2 separate regions of the Rattus norvegicus genome follow, and region 2 is linked to region 1. Evidence: chromatin contacts called from public Hi-C data. All regions are on one chromosome and are shown on one strand. Each heading gives the region's core, a stretch centred on a gene start, on an enhancer-like site or on the middle of the called end of the contact. The rest is flanking DNA. Distances are from core to core; before and after follow the strand shown. Region 1 holds the start of Twist1 (twist family bHLH transcription factor 1). Region 2 overlaps Hdac9 (histone deacetylase 9).

Evidence for each region. Hi-C and Micro-C count contacts between places; a contact is called where the count stands out from the background.
Region 2: a contact with region 1 is called in a Hi-C map of the A7r5 cell line, with 3 times the contacts expected there. The contact joins the enhancer-like site here to the promoter of Twist1 in region 1. A contact is called at or near these places in 2 of 12 Hi-C or Micro-C datasets (the A7r5 cell line and the Rat2 cell line).

The regions. Positions count from the first base shown.
Region 1 is chr6:56,401,030-56,407,435 of GRCr8, forward strand. It overlaps Twist1 (twist family bHLH transcription factor 1), which reads left to right and starts at 1,280. Exons shown (of 2, transcript NM_053530.2): 1 at 1,280-2,110; 2 at 2,608-3,274. The coding sequence starts at 1,458. The coding sequence ends at 2,069.
Region 2 is chr6:56,552,436-56,559,418 of GRCr8, forward strand. All of the region lies in intron 22 of Hdac9 (histone deacetylase 9), which reads right to left. Among named protein-coding and RNA genes, the nearest start is that of Twist1, 150 kb to the left of the region's middle. Within about 2 kb of position 3,681, at least 2 of the 93 cell types and tissues checked have an H3K27ac peak or open chromatin away from gene starts, as enhancers often do.

The DNA.
Region 1 (6,406 bases), core at 30-2,529:
TAACCTCTCTGCTTCCAGTTTTCCAGAAACCTCTTTGAAGCTCTTGGGTTTTCAAGGTATTTGGTAGAAATGCTTGCATCACCAACATGGCTGAGTGCATCTGAGGCGCCGGGAACATAACTACTCACGCGATCTCCTAGGAAAAAAAGAATAGTGATTCCCCCACCTTAAATGTATGAACTACCCAAGGTTACAATGCAGGGCTCAATTTGGGGGTAGAGGGAATGAAATGTTCTCAAGGTCCTCTTCCACCTAGGGCTGGGTAGCACGACGCACCAGGGCCTCCAACCGTGGCAGCTCTACCTTCCCCTAGCTTTGCTCTCTTCCTAAGAACAAGGCTTTTTTCCCCTCAGTAAAAGAATGAACTCGTTCCAGCACCTTTGGAGGCGCAGTCTTCTGAGAGCAGGGAGACTTTAGATTGGGTCACCGTAGCAGGAAAGGAGAGCCCAGACGTTTCTCCGGGAGGGGTGAGACGGCTGGCCCGGGCGCAGATCCATAGCCCCCACGATGTGGCCACGTCTTGAGAACCGCTCTACACCTCAGGGCCAGGCAGCCGCGGGGAATCCCTTGGGACTAGAGGTTTCTTCTACCTGGCTGTTGGATGGACTCGGTTGTTAACACTTTTCTTGCCTCTCCCGGGCCCGAGCCACCCCCAACCGGCTCGGAGGACTCCGAGGAATCCCGGGTAGGATGAGACACCACCCAGTGCGTCGAAGCCGCTTGCCACTGCTGCGGTTACAGTCACTTGTGGGGTAGGGGGGACTGCAACAGCGGTCGGGACAGTCCCGTTAGCTGTGCTGTGCTCCGGTGCGGGGGCGCTGGGCGCGCGCTCTGGCGCGGAAGGAAATCGCCCCGCGTCCTCCCCGAAGCGGAGGGGGAGAGCTGGGGGAGAGAGGGGAGAGGCGGGCGCAGGGGCTGGCCGCTCGGGCCAGGTCCGTTTTGAATGGTTCTCAGGATGAATTGTTAGACCCCGGGCAAGGGGGGGCCGGGCCGGGAGAGGGGGGGCTGGAAAGAGGAAACTTCCCTATAAAACTTCGAAAAGTCCCTCCTCCCCACGTCAGGCCAATGACACTGCTGCCCCCAAACTTTCCGCCCGCACGGAGGTATAAGAACCGCCAAGCCCGCAGCCCGCGCCCAACTCTCAGACACCTCGCGGGCTCGCCAGCACCAGCACCGGGTCTGCGCTAGGCCAGAACGGGGCGCGCGTGCGGCCGTCGGGCGCCTTCTTTTTGGACCTCGGGGCCCGCCACACCGTCCCCTCCCCCGCCCGCCTCCCTCCCCGCCTCCAGCGCCCTCCCCGCGGAGGTCCCCCCCCCATCCCGCCTCCCTGCGTCCTCCGGGCCGCACCGCCCGGGCCGGCGCCGAGCGCGGGGAAGCTGGCGGGTTAGGGCGCCCCGCTCCTCTGCTATTCCCTCCCCCGTCCCGGCTCCGCGAGGCCGCAGGTCGCCGCCCGCGAGATGATGCAGGACGTGTCCAGCTCGCCAGTCTCGCCGGCCGACGACAGCCTGAGCAACAGCGAGGAGGAGCCGGACCGGCAGCAGCCGGCGAGCGGCAAGCGGGGGGCTCGCAAGAGACGCAGCAGTCGGCGCAGCGCGGGCGGCAGCGCGGGGCCCGGCGGGGCCACGGGCGGGGGCATCGGAGGCGGCGACGAGCCGGGCAGCCCGGCCCAGGGCAAGCGCGGCAAGAAATCTGCGGGCGGAGGCGGCGGCGCGGGCGGAGGCGGCGGCGGCGGCGGCAGCAGCAGCGGGGGCGGGAGCCCGCAGTCGTACGAGGAGCTGCAGACACAGCGGGTCATGGCCAACGTGCGGGAGCGCCAGCGCACCCAGTCGCTGAACGAGGCATTTGCCGCCCTGCGCAAGATCATCCCCACGCTGCCCTCGGACAAGCTGAGCAAGATTCAGACCCTCAAACTGGCGGCCAGGTACATCGACTTCCTGTACCAGGTCCTGCAGAGCGACGAGCTGGACTCCAAGATGGCAAGCTGCAGCTATGTGGCCCACGAGCGGCTCAGCTACGCCTTCTCCGTCTGGAGGATGGAGGGGGCCTGGTCCATGTCCGCGTCCCACTAGCAGGCGGAGCTCCCCACCCCCTCGGCAGGCCGGAGACCTAGGTAAGGACCGGCTCCCGGGATCAATCCGGCCAGGCCGCGGGTCCCTGGTCACCTCGCCACGGCACTGGGTATCCCCCCACTGTCCTCGCTGACCTCCACCTAGCCAGGCACCTCCACCTCATTCCACGCGCGTCCCTGCCAAGCAATTAAGTCCCTACAGGGGAAACAGGTTCGGGGGTCGGGGAGACTGGGTCCAGGAGAGGTGTGTGTGTGCTTGCGCGGGAGTGTGCATGACAGAAGACAGAGAAAATCAAGAGTAGGGGCCTTGTGCCCTGAACGCCATTCTCCAACCCCCTTTCTTTCTTCTTTAAAATTCCCTTCTTAAAACAAATGTTTCCAAATTCCACCCCCTCCTTTCCGCCCACCCACTTCCTCTTGCCCTTGGGCTGAAATCCTTCCAGGTTGTTCAGCGAATATTCTCGCTGGTAGTGATAACAGGGCTTAGCGGTCCTAGAAAACAGCCAATAACCAACTTTCCCCCCTCTGGGTTTTTGCAGATGTCATTGTTTCCAGAGAAGGAGAACATGGACAGTCTAGAGACTCTGGAGCTGGATAACTAAAAATAAATCTATATGACAAAGATTTTCTTGGAAATTAGAAGAGCAGAGACCAAATTTCACAAGAATCAGGGCGTGGGGCACACTTTTAAAAGAGAAAGCGAGACAGGCCGGTGGACAGAGATTCCCAGAGGCAACGGCATCACCCTCACACCTCTGCATTCTGATAGAAGTCTGAACACTCGTTTGTGTGTCCCCCCCTTTTGACGAAGAATGTTTTATTTTTATTTTTCATGCATGCATTCTCAAGAGGTCTTGCCAATCAGTCACTGATAGGAAAGACATCCTTGTGGACTTTCTCCATTTTAAAATGGTAACAATCAGAGGAATTTTAACAACGCCTTTAGAAATAAAAACGCTGGGATCAAACTGGCCTGCAAAATCATAAGTCAGTGAATTCCTTAAAAAGCATACTTCCTCTGAAGGAAAAGAAAAACACAGAATACAAAAGACAACATTCTATTTATTTATTGATGACCCATGGTAAAATGCAAATAGATCCGGTGTCTAAATGCATTCATATTTTTATGACTGTTTTGTAAATATCTTTTGTATATTATTTTTCTGCAATAAATAAATATGATTGAAAAATTTTAAGAACTTTAAAGTTTGGTCTATATTTTTAAGACTCAGAAGTAACTTGGTGGTAAATACTTGTTTGTTTAACTCTAGGGGCATCTAGGAGGGAGTTGGGGCACTAATATAAACAAAGAAGTGAAAACCTCAAATAAACCAGCTACTGACAGAAACAGCCAGCTATTTAAAGGACAGCTCTAATATTATTACAGCTTGGCGTTCAGCAGGGCTCACCACCCCTCCATCCCTTAGTTCTTGGGGGCAGCAAAGGTTGAGCAGATTTGCTAACACCTACCTCCTGACTGAACTAGAGCCCTGAAAAACAGCAATGTGAAACCAGTATTGTTTCCTAGTCACTCTGGAATTTTGTCTTTTCCTTCATTTCCATTTCTGAGAAATGCCAATGTGCTAATGAAAACAATATACAAGTTATTTATATATGTATTATGCTTCATCTGTGTAGAAAACTTAATTCACCAAGAGACAGAGAGTGATTGCTTACTTCTTGAGTTATATTGGTTTAAAAAAAAAAGCATTTCCTAAATTAATGTTATCTCTGTGGCAAACAGTCTCCTAAAATATACATGAAGGATGTACAGGTGTGGGGTAAAATAAATAACCAATTTTTTTGGTATCCTTGGTAACTTCAGGAACAAGTACAGTTCTTAATTCAGCCTTCAGTTAGCACCATGTACACACACACACACACACACACACACACACACACACACACACACACACAGACATGAAGCTGTATAAAACAGGGACAGATGGTGCTGGGTTTTTATTTTGTCGGGATATTTCTGAGACAAAAGCATAGTTTTTGTCTTTGTTTTTTATGACCAAACTAGAGATTTTTAAAAATCAGCTTGGTCCTTAACTTTTCACCACGTTAACACATTCACATGCAAACAACAGGGGTGTTCCCAAGCTGGAAAATGTTGGGGTGCCTAATTCACACAATCACTTAGGTAAGGCTGAATCTCCAGATAGGTTGTATTTACATAGCTCGAGTAGAGATTATTTTATTACCTGAAGGTTTTCTTTCCCTCTTCACAAAACAGTACCAAATGTTGCCATGGCACCATTGCAAGCTAATTGTTGTGAATATTTTATGCTTCATTTTGCAGTAAGGAGCCTCTGGTTAAAGTAAAATACTAGTGAAAGCTCGGTGAGTTACTGGGTTTTGTTTTGCTATTCTATTTTTAAATTTTTGGCAATCATTTAACCTTAGAGCGAAAAGAAAAGGCGATTGATTCTGTGTGCTGTATCAGCAGTGGCTGTGGATGGTATGTGTGTTAGATAAAACTGTAGGAACCCTAAAAGGATGAGGGCGACCACCAGGATGACAGTTCTCTCCTGCGAGAGCCATTCCATCATGTCCATTTTCCAGATGCTCCCGGGCAAGCATCCATGCTCACTAGCCTGGTCTGACTATTTGATATTTCAGATGTCTTGAAGTCCACCCAGACGGAAGTCCCACTGTGGCCGAGAAGGTAAATGCTATCCCAACGCTGTACGCTCACATTCACTGCTTTACCTCCACTTCTTTTTTTCTGCTCATGAGAAAAACCGGGGAGACGAATATAATATTCTCTCCTGCGTTTTCATAAAAATGGACATTTAAAAAAACGCTCTTGAGTAGTTTTACTTAAGTGAGACAACTTAGTGTTGGAGATTGCTTCCTAGAATATAATCTTCAAGAATATAAGCTTGCAGAGTTGTTTCTTTACTCTCCATTAATTCAACAAAATGCTGCACTCTTCACAGTAGAAATGGCCTGCTTGTTCATCTCTCCAGTTGCTGTTATTTTATCCCATTGTTTTGATGATAGTTACCTCTGTTTAAAATATGCTTGGATAAATTAACCTGTTTATCACAGAGACGCTAACCATATCATGTAATGTGTTTGGACTCCTGTCTATTGTCTCCCAGCGGCAATGCTTTGGATAACAGGAAGAATCATGTTAAATGGTCTTCCATTGAAGAATTGAATTTATTTTTATTTTCTGAATATAGTTGTTTTGTCTTGTTTTTAATTTCCTCTGATAGATAAACCTTCGATTATAGCATTAAGTGTGCTCATGCACACATTTCTGGGTTGTATGTGTGTGTCTCTGTGTGTCTGCAATGCATAGGTAATTCAGGCACCATTGGGGATCCCTTACCCAAAGTGCAACACGTTAATAAAATAACCTCAAATAGAAACTCACAACCTGTGTACTTTCTTCCCACTTTCAAGACTGGCACATGCTTCCTGCCCCTGGGGTCTTTGGTCTCTAAGGGAGCATTTTAAGGGACACTTGGCCTCTTGCAGAAAAGTAGAGCATTTTGCACATTCCATGGTTTGGCAAAGTCAGAACTAGTTATTTTCTCTAGACCAGTATCAAGTTCTTCTCAGGCATATGATTTCACTTGAAGTCCTGCCCAGGAATCCTTCAAAGTGAGCATTTGTCCTGCTCTCATGATGTCAGGCGGTTTTCCCTGCATCTGTAATTTGAAGAAAAACAAACAAACCTGCGAGGGGGAACAAACGCCACGGAAACCCAAACAGAACTCCGTGGGGAATGAGGGTCTCACCTGCATAGGGTGCACCAGAGGGGCACCAACCAAGACTACCCAGTGTGGGTGGCAGTCAGGCAGACCTTGTTGAGAAAGTGTCAATGTCGCTGCTCTCTGAGGATGGCACCGACCCACCGCTCTGGGCCTCTGGCCGCTGCTAGGAGGCCGCTGCGCCAAGTGTCAGCGGTAGCACCGGGAAACAGAGACAGACACAGGCAAAGGCCCAACCTCAAATTTCCAAAGACAGGCCGGCATTAGTGACAAACTGGGGGTCGGGAAGGGAATCCCCAGGGGCCACTTTTCCAGAAATTTCTGCTAATGTGTCATAAAGAGTGCCCCACCCCCAGCACCAGTGAAAGTAGAAGCTCCGCTCCGGCACAATGGAAGAAGTTGGCTTCTTCCTTATTTTTAACAGCGACAACCCCACCATTTTCCCCGACTCATTTTTGGAAAGTGACTATAGAAAATACAAACAGGATTAATTTTCTGTTCAGTATTTAGTGGGCAGCAAAAGACAGACCTAATAAACCTGGTACTGGGTGCGGTTTCCATTCTCTTTTGTTTCAAGGCCTCAAGACGCAACCCCACTTAATGTTCTTAG
Region 2 (6,983 bases), core at 2,431-4,930, 150 kb after region 1:
AGGATGGCTTCCCCACGAAACAATTTGCAACATGTGTTTGCAAAGCTATGCAAAGGGGAATATACTTTCTCTCATTGTAGAGTCAAAAAAGCAAGAAGTCAAGTACATCGTTTAAGGTGAAATGTCAAAGGTAGGATCTGAAATCTCCAACTCTCTAGAAGCCTTGCTTTTAACAATGGTTTCCACTTTGCAGTTGAGAATTCATAACTAGGCTCAAGTATATCTTTTGTTTGCAGAAAAAGTAAATAAGATAAAAGTATAAAAATACTCTCATGGTATACCTGTCATGGAAAAATCAGTCCTCTGTGTGTGTGTGTGTGTGTGCGTGTGTGTGTGTGTGTGTAGTGTTGTGTATATGTGTGTTCAAATGCATATAGGGTACAGGTATATGTGTGTACATGGTGCATGTGTATATTTAGTGCATGCTGGTAGAGTCAGAGACTAGCCTTGCATGTCATTTCCCACGAGCTGTTTATCTGTTTGTTGTTTATTTATTTAATGATTTTGAGACAATGTGTCTCTGGCACAGACTTCAATTAAAAGATTCTGCTGGTTGGTTAGAGAGCTACTTCCCAGCACTATGACTAATCTACACCACCACATCCGACTTTTAAAATCTATTGATTCTGAGGATCAAACTCAGGTCTTCTTACAAGCCCTTCAATGATGCAGGTATCTTCCAAGCCCTATTTTCTTTAAAGGATGCCTTTTTAAAAGATACTGTTGAAACGTTGAATAGAATATCTTTCTCAATGATTGAGTATGGGGATTGAAAGATAAAAAATATTTAAGGAAGAAGTTCAAACCAAAGAGACACAATATCCTGAGGAGAAAAGTCAACCCCTTCTCACCTCAGGCTATTAGGAACATAAAGCCATAGCACAAGGAATCCCATTGCTTTAGTTTCTCATAGAGTGAAAAGCAGAGTATTATGTTTTCAAGGCGAGTCAGTCAAAACATATGAAGGAATCCATTCATGTAAGAAATATTTGTTGAGTATCAACAGTAACTTTGCTGGCCAATGATTAAACACTGTGGCTCAAGCACAGGAAGTGTTTGCCCCCTGTAGTTCATAAGCTAACATTTGTAGAGCTAACAGAAAGAGGCATATGTATCTCACTTCAGCAATACACAACTGACCAATGGGAGAACACGTGATAAGAAAGTCCACTTGCCCTGTCAGCTACAATGGCCAGAACAGGGTGACATTTTTTCACTTGGCAGCAGGACTTTCCATAAAGCCCCTTGACGAAATCCAGAGGCATAGTGCTACATTCAAAGTGCCATCCTTTTCTGACTAAAATTACTCATATATTCATGAGAAAAGCACTCCAATGCCACCTTTCAATGACATTAATAAATATTGAGAAACAATCTACTTGGAGTATTTTGTATTTTTATATAACAGTCCACTCTATCAAAATCCTCTCATTGCTTTTCAAACTGACCTTCAGATCTCGGTACATTCCAAGTTCAGCACTGCATCATTTTTGTCAGTATTCCCAAACTCAGCTCACGTGGTAACATTTGCAAATGACTATTCACAGCAATATAGCCATTAGTCTCTTCTATGCTTTTTATGGTTGCTTCCTAATAATCCTTTAAAAATATTTTGTAGTTTTACATCAACAGGTGTAGTATGTGCAACATAATGTGAAAATTATTCTTTTCTTTGAAAAGCATCATTGAAAATGTCACTATTGAGACTCATCACACATGTCCCTCATGAACAGGTGATAATCCATCTTTAGAATGTCAAGTAAGTATCAGCCATAGTATAAAAGATTTGGGGGAATGGTAGTAAAAACAAAGGTAAATTATTCCTTCTATAGCATTTGGGAATGTATGTGTCTTTGCCAAAAGCATTCTCTGGAATTGTATTTCCCAAATGACCTTGGTTTTTAATTTCAAGACCCAAATACCTGATTTTAAAAGATAAGTATCTACCCTTGAGGCAAAACTGATGATTTCTTATTTTTCCTGTCTTAAAAAGAAGCTTAGGAACCCTCAAAATTTTAGGTTTCAGGCAACCATTTAATTTAGATTAAATTAGACAGCAATTGTATGTTAAATAAATATGAAATGGCCCTGGATATTTTTCAAAGATCAAGAACTCTGTAACATATAGGCTATTATTACATATTTGTTATTGCTAATTTAAAAAATAAATAGCCATTTAATTGAAATACTTAAGAAACATTTGCAAAGGAAAACACGGCACTTAGGAAGCCTTGTGAGAATCTAATAATCCTAACAAAGTCATTATAGAAATGAAACTAGCCTAGTACAGAATAGGGATTAGGAAATGTACATGTAAACATGCAGAATTCTTCCTATACTATCTTTAAAAACACTTGGCTCAGTCTTTATGAGAACAACATAAAGGCTATGTTTCAAATATTGGCTACCCGAGTGATTATGTTCTCTTTTAGGCTATTCCCTTTTGTCTTTTTTTCTCTCTTTTTATTTTGATAAAAAATAATGATAGCTGAGCATAGGAAGTCCTTTTCATATCCTGTACACATCAGCGCTTTTAACATAACAATCATAATTTGAAAAAAATCTTAATAAACATTTGCCAAGAACATTCTCCCATGTCTTTTAGGCCACACGGTTTCATGCTTTTCCAAGTTGGAGATGTAGAAAGTGAAAATTGTTCATTCCAGAAGTAGTAAGACTCAAGTTATGCTTTCTTTGTGAAAAAGCCCCTGGTTTCAACTTATGTTACATAAGATATCATAAAACTTGTACAATGTTACAGACAGATTATTTCACAAAGGATGGCAACACTGTAGTTCAAGTATTTCCAAACACTTAAGGGATCGGAAAGATGACAGGATAGAGTGAATGTTGAGAGAGTGAAGTAACAGGTCCAGATTCAGGCTAGGCAGAGCAAAGATTAAGAAAAGTTGCTGGGACGTTGGCAATTAGCTGCATATTTAGCAAGTAGATGAAGAAGTGTGATCTGCCCCATTCTAGAAAGGACAGAATAGGCAGGCCATGCATATCTTTCAACAAGAGTCTGTAGCAAGATTAGGCAACAGAATTTCAAACCAAAGATACTCCCAGATCTGCTAGCCCAAGAACACATCAGGGACTAGAAGCTTTTGGATCTACTGTTCCTTGAGAAGAACAGTTCGGATTGTCATGCATACTTAAAATTTCATAATCTGGATGTTAACGGACAGATCAAGAAGGTGAAAAATATTGGGATTTTATTAAAGTATAATTTTTAATGTTTTTAATCCAACCGAAAGTACAATAGTTTCTGGAAACAAAAATAACAACTGGGTGTTTAAAATCGTCTAATTAGTCATGGATGACCACAGAAATTCAGAGTGACTGTTATAGGAATGTGGCTCCTCTCAAAAGTTGCATAGCTCTTCGTCCTTTTCCACCTCAGACAAATTCGTGAAGAGAAACTATTTTTCTTAAGAGGCCCAGCTGTTCCCTACCAGGTGGTTAACACTGCCCCCCCCCAAGACATTTGTTGATTGTTACTTCCTAAAATTTTTAGTTGCTAGAAAAGAATTTTTTTCTGCCTTGTAACCCTCAGCCACATAATCAGGATAGCACCACAGATTGGCATCATATAACACTGACCAACAATTCTAAAGGGTACTTTCACTAATTTTTTGGTGGGTTCTATGGAGATCTAGGTAAATGGGCCTGCCAATTCTCATCTTCTGTTTCTCAAGCAGTCTTAGAAAAGTGTTGGACTAAACCAGTATTTCTTAAAGTGGGAGTTAACCTCTTGACTAATCAAAACCACATGGCCGTGTCCTAAAATGCAGATTTCGAACACCATCCCAAACAAAATGAAGTTTGGAAACACATCTCCGGGAGATGCAGAAGTCACCTAAAATGCATCCCTCTGCAGAGGTTGACTTGTTCTGCATAGGCTTCTCTGCTAGCACAGAGCTTGGAGAGCCCTCTGACTTTTGAAAGCCTTGTCTAGACATGACATCTGGGTTCAATTTTTGATATAATTCATATTTTTGTAATAGTCAAAAATTTAAGCCAACCAAGAAACAAAGAAAAAACAAATAAACAACAATTCCAAGCAAACAAATCCAGTTTTGTTTTATTACACCTAGACATCATAATGATAATGTACTGCAACTACCCATTAAGATTGCCATGTGACTGTCACAGCACCAAATTAACAAGTTCTTCTACCTTTCCTCACACCAGCTGCATATCAGCCTCCTTCAGCTGTAGTTTTTTTCCTCTTAACCCCATGAACTTTGTGTCCTTGAATGGTCAAGGCACAGCTCATCTATTTTAATGATTCCTCCTTACCTCATGATTTTAATTTGAGGGCTTCATCCTAATATTAAAAAGTCTCTGCATATAAGAGAAAAAAATCATTGGGGATTCTCTCTGACTACTATAGGTGGTCTTTTCAGGTTCCATAGCTTCACTATTGTGCGTTTAGGCTAAGGTTGCACAAATTGAGTCCTGGGAGCCTCCCTCATCCCATGTCTATGGAACTTTCTAGAGGTCCCACTCACCTTTATCCACTTCAAGCTGCATATTCATTCTTCTTGCCTTCTGGGCCTCTCTCCTGTCTCTCCCCATGTCCTACAAAACTTTTGACCCAAAATTGCTCCCATCTAAAAGAAATGCATGGACAAAAATGTAGCAGAGACTGAAGGAATAGTCCATCAGTGACCAGTCCAACTTGGGATCAATCCCCTGGGCGGTCATCAGTCCCTGACACTATTACTGATACTATGATACTATGCTGTGCTTGCAGATAGAAGCCTAGCATAGCTGTCCTCTGATAGGCTCTACCAGAAGCTGACTGAGACAGATGCAGATACTTACAGCCAAGCATTGGACATAGGTCAAGACCCCTATGGAAGAGTTAGCGGAAGCATTGAAGGAACCAAAGGGATGGCAACCCCATAGGAAGACCAACAGTGTCAACTAACCCTGACCCTTCCCCTTAGAGCTCCCAGAGACTGAGCCAGTAACCAAAGAGCTACATAGCTAGTCAAAGTTCCCTGGCACATACATAGCAGAGGGTTGCCTTGTCTGGCGTCAGTGGGAGAGGATACCCCTAATTCTGTGGAGACTTGATGACACGGCATGGGGAGGTATTCAGGGGGAAACCTTTTAAAGTTGAGGGGAACCTTTTAAAGGGGAGGGGGAAGAACTCTGCAAGGCGGCAACATTTGGGATGCAAATAAATAAAATAATTAAGAAAAAAATCATAGAAAATTTCCAAGCTCTGTTAAACAGGAATGGTAAAGGACCTTTTTTATTTTTATATTTTTCTATTAGGATCAATTCTTCTGAGTTTTGCCTCTCAGAAATTATAGTATTCGAGGAAGCAATTTACTCATATTTAAGAATATTCTTGCTTACTATGTTAGTCTTATTGTGAATTATGAAAGATAAAAGCCTCCATTGATTGACACTTTTGTTGACATTTGATTTATTTTGGTTTATACATAAAAAAAAATCTCTGCTCAACCAACTATGTAGCACCATATCCTCTGACTTTCCCCAACAGTTTCTTCCTTCCTGATGTGGTTGTAATGGTCTCTGCTTCTCCCTGCTGAGAACTGTCATTTCTCAATTCCAAGATTGCTTCCATCCCCCGCCCCGCAGTGGGCTCTTCCCATCAGTGAATTCTTCCCGTCCACACTGACACCCCACTTCACTAAGGCAAACATGGAACTCTATAACTTCTCTTACACATCTTTCCTAGCTCTTGTCTTCAATCACACACTGCCAGTAAGGTATTTCTTTGTAGACCCACTTGCAGAAGTGCTCAAACTTTTGGGGTACATTTATAGTTATTCTGGGACACATGCAACCTGCAGGCTGTAGATCGAATGTATCAGTAACCAGACTAATTAAATATATCTAATAGTACATAATCTATTATAATTTTACTCCTCTTTCTCAGTTTCTCCCATCCTTATATCTTGAGCCTAGAATTAATGACAAAATAGCTCAAAATATTCAATGACACCCAAGGATAGACTATTTGACTTGGTATTCAACTTTGCAATATGCTATTGTTGTCAAACTGACTATTTCAAAGAGGCTTTCTTTAACACAGTCAACAGCTAAGATTTTGGTGTATTGAATTCTTTTAATACCATCATTGACATCTAATACATGTTCTTCAATATTCCCCAAACCTCTGGGGTTTTTTTATTGTATAAGTATAGTAATAATATTTCAGTATTACAGCGAATTCCTGAACACAGCTTATACTGATAGCTCTATGCAGGGACATAGCGAATACCAGTGAATATCAGGGAAAAGCAGAGGATTACTTTTATTTCTCTGACAGTCTGTCCTGTTCTTATTAGCTATAGCTACTTCATGATTCAAAGGCCAGCTCTGGCTGGGAACCTTGGCTCCTGCTTGTCATCCCAACACTAGGATGGGATAGCTGCAAGTTTGAGGCCAGTCTGGGCTGTGCAAAGTGTGCTTTAAGAAAGTCTTAGCCATAGGACAAAACATTGTACAAAAATGAAAAGAAAAAAAATTCCAGACTCTAAAATGCTGAAAAGGAAGGAATGGAGAAAGAAAGGGGGGGGGGAGGAGGGAGATAAAGAAAAAGGAAACAAGGAAGGGAGGGAGGATGAAGGAAGAAAGGAACAGAGGGTCAGAGAAAAGAAGGGAAGGCAAGGAAGGAGGGAGGGGAGGAGGGAGGGAAGAAGGAAGGAACAGAGGGAGGAAGGAAGGAAAGAAGGATTAGCTAGGTTGCTCCCTCCCATGTATTCAGATGGATTTCTATGAGCACACGACACAAGTTCACTTTAATCAGACACGGTCTCTTCTATTATATAAGTCACTTGTTGTTTCTAACTTAACTGTAGGATTCTCACTCTTCATACACCAGCCAGCAAGCCAGTGCAGGCATATTCAGTGAACATTGTGATGCCTGTTTGCTTCCTCACACTGACATCCAGAGAGACATCTGGATCAGATGGTGCCCAGGCAGGAATCTCCGTTCT